2 separate regions of the Mus musculus genome follow, and region 2 is linked to region 1. Evidence: chromatin contacts called from public promoter capture Hi-C data. All regions are on one chromosome and are shown on one strand. The core of a region is the stretch at or near the end of the contact, and the rest is flanking DNA. Distances in the headings are between cores, read along the strand shown.

The links. Promoter capture Hi-C pulls out the DNA fragments that hold promoters and counts their contacts.
Region 2: a promoter capture Hi-C map of hippocampal neurons shows a contact between it and region 1, with 3 times the contacts expected there. The contact joins the enhancer-like site here to the promoter of Hmgcr in region 1. A contact is called at or near these places in 3 of 39 promoter capture datasets (cranial neural crest, embryonic stem cells and hippocampal neurons), 6 of 115 datasets of contacts at active chromatin or transcription factors (SST interneurons, embryonic forebrain, embryonic stem cells and 3 more) and 1 of 9 other capture datasets (liver).

Annotation. Positions count from the first base shown.
Region 1 is chr13:96,669,403-96,673,058 of GRCm38.p6, forward strand. Hmgcr (3-hydroxy-3-methylglutaryl-Coenzyme A reductase) reads right to left here and starts at 1,534. Exons shown (of 20, transcript NM_008255.2): 1 at 1,409-1,534.
Region 2 is chr13:96,009,781-96,013,559 of GRCm38.p6, forward strand. All of the region lies in intron 4 of Sv2c (synaptic vesicle glycoprotein 2c), which reads right to left. Among named protein-coding and RNA genes, the nearest start is that of Gm24032, 110 kb to the left of the region's middle. Within about 2 kb of position 1,606, at least 75 of the 459 cell types and tissues checked have an H3K27ac peak or open chromatin away from gene starts, as enhancers often do. A contact at or near this core is called in SST interneurons, hippocampal neurons, neural tube and 1 more, where this site is marked.

The DNA.
Region 1 (3,656 bases), core at 284-2,783:
TTAAATTCTAATTCTATCTAGGAATAGAACCACCAACCACTGCCAAGAGACAGGCTTCTCTGAGATTCTTCCAGTCCATTCATTCTTCCGGTAGTACACAACCCACTCTTTGATTAGAAAATATCTACACTGATATGTGCAGGTTGTCCCTTTGAGGGTAAGACCCCCTAATCCTACACTGTAGCCACGTCTAATCCCAACAGGATGAACACTCAGCATTCTTAACCTACCCATCCATCAAAGGGGGCCATCATCACCTTGCACAGAAAACAAGTTCTGTACCCAACTTTACCATACATTACCAGTTTCTAAGTCCATCTCCTCTTCATGGTCAAGTTCTCTGACCAAAGTATTAAGTGGAACCATAAAGAACTACTATTTTAAGAACTTAAAAAAAAAAAAAAAAGCACAATTTCAAGATAGATTTAAGGATTCAGAAACTGATCCCAGAATATAGCTCACAGTCTACAAATTAGACAAAAATATAGCAGTGTGAGCAAGCACACCCTTTATCTTGCCTGGTCAAGTTCTAGAAAGGCACTACGACCAAGTAAGCCCACAAAACGCAGCCCAATGTAGATCCAAGACTTTTGCCCTACGATAAATAAAATACAAATAAATCACAAGTAACCAAACAAAATGTATTCCCTACTTCGTGTGATGCTTTAATTGTACACAACGACTTTGTAAGTAAAGAGCCAGTAACAGACGTTTCCTGTGCCTTTACAGGCCTTAGCCCGAAAAGATACAACCTCAAGAGAGGAAAGATTTCCATCTGTCCGCTTTCGATGAAAGACTATTAACTTCGCCCAACCTCAGAAGTCTACTGTTTTACTTGCGAACCTCTAAGGCCATTTTCTTCATTCAAACCAAATAATTCCAATAGGTGCATAAGGTAAATTGACATCAGTATCAATGAGACTACGCCCCTTAGGAGAAAGACTATAACATAAAGGTCGAGAGACCGACTTCGGAGGGCTAGCTGTGCCTGTACAGACCTCGCATCCTCCTCCGGGCCCACTAGGAAGAGCACAACCTGCCGTACCCACGCGGATCGGGTCAATTTGCAGCCTACATCTCCATCACTTTAAAGACGGGTCCTGCCGCAAGGCAGCGCCTGGGCGTGAACCCTTGTTCTCTAGGGCTCCCGCTGTCCCCTCTGCCAGGCACTCGTACACGGATGACCGTGACCGCCGGGTCAGCACAGCGCCCTCCGGACTGAACCCACGGACGCCCCGTCGCTGCACTGGCCCTCAGGCCCACCCGGCCCACGGGTTCCCTGGCCGCCGCCCTGCCGCCGGGCCTCAAGGACGTGTCCTCGCGGTCCCCTCGGTTCGCAGCCGCCTCGTGAGCCCAGGCGGAGCGCGAGACCCGCTGTCCCGCCGGTCCCCAGCGTCCGCCAGCTCACCTCCGGATCTCAATGGAGGCCAAGCCGGCCCAGCTGCCGTCTCCAGCCAACGGAGCCCCGGGCGGAAGGAACTGCGCTTACGCACGCTCCAGGCCGCCAGCGGGCCGCCAATAAGGAAGGATCGTCCGATCCCCTAGCCAATCGTCGGGCGGCTGCTCAGCCTGACGGCCTACGTCACGAACGGTCTCCCTAACAACCGCCCACTGCTCGCACCCGGGCGGAGAACGGGCACCGCACCATCTCTCACCACGGCAGAGCCAACCAATGACGGGTCGGGTCCCAGCATCGCGGCCTTCCTATTGGTCTCCGAGCCGAGGGGCGCCTGCAAGGACGCCGCCCGCGCGGGGAACAGGGGATGCCGCGGGTGGAGTACCCCGAACTCAGAGTTTGACCTGCAGGGTCTTGCCCCCGTGGGAAGACCACGGGAGGCCACCGTGTTAGAGTTGGAGCGTGAACGCGGGTTAAGGTTGAAAAGAAAAAGCCCAGTTAGTAGAGAGATCTGTGGGGAAGTAGTAGAGCTCTGAAAAAAAAAAAAAGAGGAATTTAAAAAAGAAAACGAAATGTGGCAGGGACTTGCAGCCCAAACCCCCTGTGACATACCCATCAGTGCTAATGGCTCCGGCTATCTAGGTCACCTGTCGCACACTGGATTCTTGCTGAAGAGTCCCTCTCCAGTGTCGTCTCTGAATTCCCTCTGCTCTCCTGCTGGCTGAAGGCCTTTATCAAGCCCTTAACTCAAACTTGCAATAACCTCTCCTAACTGGTCTTCCCACTCTCGGGTGCTTACACCTTCTGCTTCTGGCGTTTCTGCTGCAGTAATCTTCCTCTTATGCCATACACCTGCCCCTAAATCAGCCTCCAGTATGGCCCAACCCCATTTCACCTACACAACTCTATCCCTGTGTTAGCCTAGAGTAACTTACCCTTCGATTGTACTGAATCGCTTTTGACACCCCTGCTCATGGTCTTAGTTTAGCCCGGATATACCTACCCACTTTAAATTTTGAAATCCTAATTATACCTCAAGGATCATTCATATGCCACCTCCTTTCCTGATTCTCTCAAACATATGTCATATCTCTCTTCTGAACGCCCATAGCACTTCCGTAATAGTCTATGACTTGTCTTACTGTTTTATGTGGAAATGTCGTAAAGAGAGCAATTGGTACATAACTCCTTTTGTTTTTGTGCGCTCTCTGTTTCTGTGTGTGTGTGTGTGTGTGTGTGTGTGTGTGTGTGTGTGCTGCTGTGCACTACATGTACAGAACAGTGCCCAAGGAATAGCAAGAAGAGGGTGGGGGATCCTCTGGAACTGGAGTTACGTAAGATGGTTGTTAGCTGCCATGTAAGTGGAAACTGAATCTGAATTCTCTGAAGAACTGAAGTGCTCTTAACCGATGAGCCATCTCTTAAAACACTATATGTTCAGTAGTACTTTTCATAAACTAAAAAAGTACCTGGTTAGAGTCTCATCGTTGTTATAAAATAGGGATTGCTCCCATTTCACACAAAGAACATGCTCTAAACAACTTGAATCAATTGGAAAACTAAGATTTCATTCCACATCTAAAGCTGGGCTTCTAGAGTTACCTTCCACTGGCTTAATATAGAGCCTTTGTTCATATCTTTACGAAACACTCCAAAAAGTTTCTTATGTCCAGGGTGTGGTGGTTAGAGCTGGAAGTATAATAATAGACACAGTACACGTGGCACCCACCAAAGTGAAAGCAATTGAAGTGAACAGACTTCTTAAACGGGGCGGTGGAGGAGGGGGGGTGCGGGGGGGGGAGGAAATGGAAAAAGGGCAAGAAAGAAAAGTAAAGAAAGATGTAGGGGAGACAAGGTATAGATAAGTCCAAGAGCCTGGAAACCCTGTCATATTCTTCATGCCTCTAAAAGTCTGACAGGCTAAATGTCTCACATTACAGATTGTAAAAATTGTTACTAATACAGCCTTAAAGGCAAATGTGGTGGTACACGCATGTAATTCTAGCACTGGAAATTTAAGGAAAGAGAGGTCATGAGATTGAGGCCATCCCAGGCTACAAGGGAAAACCATAAATATGCTTAAATTTTTCCTGAAAGGACTACAAAGCTATTGCAGAAAAGATAAAATGAGGTTTGAAAACTTTTGTTCCCAATTTCTTTTTGAGAACTCCAGTAGACATATGAGTTAAAAGCCAAGCAAGAAGTAGCTGTGGGTAGAGTTCAGTAACAGGCTTACCCAACATTTTTGAATTCCTGGGTT
Region 2 (3,779 bases), core at 356-2,855, 660 kb before region 1:
ATTAGTTAACACATACTTATTGAGGACTCAGCGCTGGAGGTCACCAATGACAATTTCATAGCCACGTGGCATTTAAAAAACCAGTGCGAACTGGAAATAGTGATACAGGAGGAAAATGAGAACATAGCGCAACAACCTAAAAAAACAAAACAAAACAAAACAAAAAACAGGAGCAGGACAGAGTGCCCCAACAGCTTATCGTTGAGGGGAGCTGACCCAACTGGGAAATCTATGGGAAAAGCCAACAACAAACCTCACGAATGAGATGGGCTCCCATCCAGGAGAGGATGTAGGCAAAGGCTCAGGGCTCGGCTCTCCTCTTGTACCATCTTTTCATGAGTGTGTTTGTTACCAAGTGTTTAAGCATCTTGACTGATAGATCTATGCTGTCCAATATGTCAGCCCCTAGCTGCCCATGGCTACCAAGCACTTAAAATGTGGCCAGTGGGACTACAGTACTGAATGAGAAGGTTGGTTAGTTTTGATGAATTTATATTTAGAAAATATTGGGAATGGTTGGAACACTTGCAGAGATTGTCTTCCACCAAAAGAAGCGCATACATGTAGGGCCTGGTGTCCCTAAAACAAATAATCAATGCAGAGAGCAGTGGAGAGCTATCCCAGACTGCCATGCAGGTAGTGAGACTCCGAATCTACACTTTCAACTGGGAACTGGGAACTGGGAACTGGAAATTTGATTGCAAACTGAGACAAGTTTAGTAAACTTGCCAGATTTGAAGATTTACTGGCAGAAAAAATATGTAAATATCTAATTTTTCATGTTAAATTCTGTTTAAGTGGTTATATTTTAGATGATTAGTGGGTTAATTAAAATATTATAATAGTATATCCTTTTTACTTAAAAAATGTACATGCATGTGTGTGCGTGTTTGTGTGTGTGTGTGCTGTGTGTGCATGTTCATGTGTGTGAACTAAATAGTAAGGAGGGTTAGAGGAGTCATTGCTACAGAAAGGATATAAATAAGCATTTTGGGGGCGGGACATGAACCTCATAGCATAATTTTGGCCTCAAAGGCTGAATCAGTAACTATAGCAAAACCTGAGTGTTCACTGGCTTTAAGTACACAGTGGAACACAAATACACTGTCTTTGACTGTGTTGGTTTTTCCGTCTGTACTGATTGGCTGTCCCTGCCTCAGGAAAGGCAGTGACTAATTCTGATGAGGTCTGGCTAGCATGTGCAGCCGCTCAAGCTTTTATCTGTTGATTACACTCTCTGCAGGATAAGATCCTCATGTGAGATCCCTCACCCATAGCCACCTCTCTTTGTACACCAGGGAAGCACAGACCGCCCTTCTGATTGGCTATAACATACTGCATAAAGGAAGCCACGGTTTCCCACTAAAGTGTGAGCCAGAGGGGAAAAAGGGACACAAATGACCAAATCAATAGCTATCCCTTAAGAGGAAACCATGATTTATGACGCTCTTAGGCGGCAAGGACACGTGTTTCTCAGGGCAATGGCAGTGATGCAGAGGGCGACCAATCAGAGGAAGCCGGAGTCAGGGTGAGATCTGCTGATCTGGACTCTACCACAGGGCAGGACAGCAGATGGGAGGAACATCCCCTCCGTGAAGTGCTCTGTTTGTGAGTCACAGTAGGAAAGGCACAAGACGTCCTCCAGACTCTGAGCAAGCTCAAGGCTCTGACTAACCCCTTTCCTCTGCAGGTTTTCTAGATCTTTTGTATAAAACCACTGCAGCAAGCCTTAAATGCATTGAGCTGGCTTTGATGAGTGGCAGGTTATGTGGAGGTGTCCATGTGAGTCATGATTTTCCTCAGAAACACACAGAGTAATAATGGCTGCATTATTCAGTGTGAATGTTTGATACATACGCTTAATTTTATACAAGCAGAAAGGACAAATATTACATTGCTGTGGCTAGGCAGTGTTAGATGCAAAGCAGGGGTACTTCTAAATTATAGGCTCCATGACACTTAAATATCTATTGAATAATACTTCATAGTTATAAAAAATCCAACCAATATGCCCATATGCACCCTGGATTATAACAGTGCACTCTACTCTAAAGAAATAAGAATTTATTTAAAAGAATTACATATACTGAGACCCCCTATAACAGAGCTTGATTCTGTGCCCCGAGTTAATGCAGCTACATTGTTGTGGCATGAAAAGATTTAAACAAAACAAAACAAAACAAAACAAAATCCACACTTCCTAAGATCAGAGGAAGCCACAGCTGCAGTAGGCTTGATGCCTCAGTGTAGGGGAATGTGAGGGCGAGGAGGTGGGAGTGGGTGGGTGGGTGGGGGCACACCCTCATAGAAGTACGAGGAGGGGGGGATGGGATAGGGGGTTTCTGGGGGGTGGGAATCGGGAAAACGGATAACATTTGAAATGTAAATAAAGAAAATATCCAATAAATAATGACTAAGCATAAAAAAAGAAAAAAATTGGCATCTTTTAAAAATGGACAATGTTATATAAGATATTTAGTGGGCATGGTGATCTCTCTCTCTCTCTCTTTCTCTCTCTCTGTGTCAGGCTATGGTGGTGGCATGGCTGTGTCTTCTTCGTTCAGGGGATGAAATCCAATTCCTGATACATCTGATGCATGGGTTCTGATGCATGGGTTCCCTCACTGGGCTACAGTGCCGGTCCACAACATGATGTTTTGATATACAGGGTGTTCGCATTGTGGGCTGATTAAATCAAGCTCCTTAACAAAACACTTATCCCAGGTATGTGTCAAGTGGTACAGTTTTACTCAGATGAGGTGGGGGTGAGCTTTAGGGACCTACTGCACAGCTGATCAGATGCAGCTGTTTGGGGACCTTGGAAACGACTATCCAGTGTTCAGAGCTGCTAATTAACTACAGATTCCTACACCTGGCCAAAAAAAAAAAAAAAAAAATCAGAGGGCTCTTAATCCACTCCCCAACTTTTATGAAGAATTTACCATTGGGCCACAGAATGCTATGGTAAGGAGATGGCAAATGTTTTCCAGCGAGTGAGCGTCAGACACCAAGGCTTGGAGACCCGACGGGTGCAGGAATGTAGACGAGGACAGGCCGTGCGGTCTCAGTCAGGGTCTCACTCTGCTTCTGTATTTCTGTCATTTATGCATCTTATGCTTGGGTGATGTACATGCAGCAAGAACCCTTGATGCTGGTTTTCTTTTTAACCTTAGGGACAGAGGGCGGCATCTTCCACCACACCTTTTGCACGGCACTGTGTAAAGAAGGCTCATCATTTTGTACCAGCATCCACTCCATCCTCCCCACCACCCTCCCTGCAGATGAGGTGTTTTAAATCATAGATCAGAATTTGAGGAACACCTTCTAAAGTGGGCCATGTGTCTTTTCTTAACAATAGCAACATGCTCTAGACGCTTTGCTCTTTTTCTTATTCCTTCCAGGCTACTCAGTTTTATGCTTTTAGACCCCACTCCACATCTGTTCTTAACAGACATGCGGATTCCATACCTTTTACATTACCCATTGCCCTAGTGATGGGAACTGGGGTTGCCAATTATTTCTTCCACAAACACTATGACTATATCCTTTTATGGCCCTTACGGTTCTGTATATGCATATCTCTGGGCATACTTGAGGGGTGGAATGTACATGTCTATATTGTTATAAGTATCATCAGGTGACAATAGGTGTGTGGGTTCATTTCTGGGTCTTCAATTCTATTCCATTGATCTACCTGTCTGTCACTGTACCAGTGCCATGTAGTTTTTATCACAGTTGCTCTGTAGTACAGCTTAAGGTCAGGCATGGTGGTTCCACCA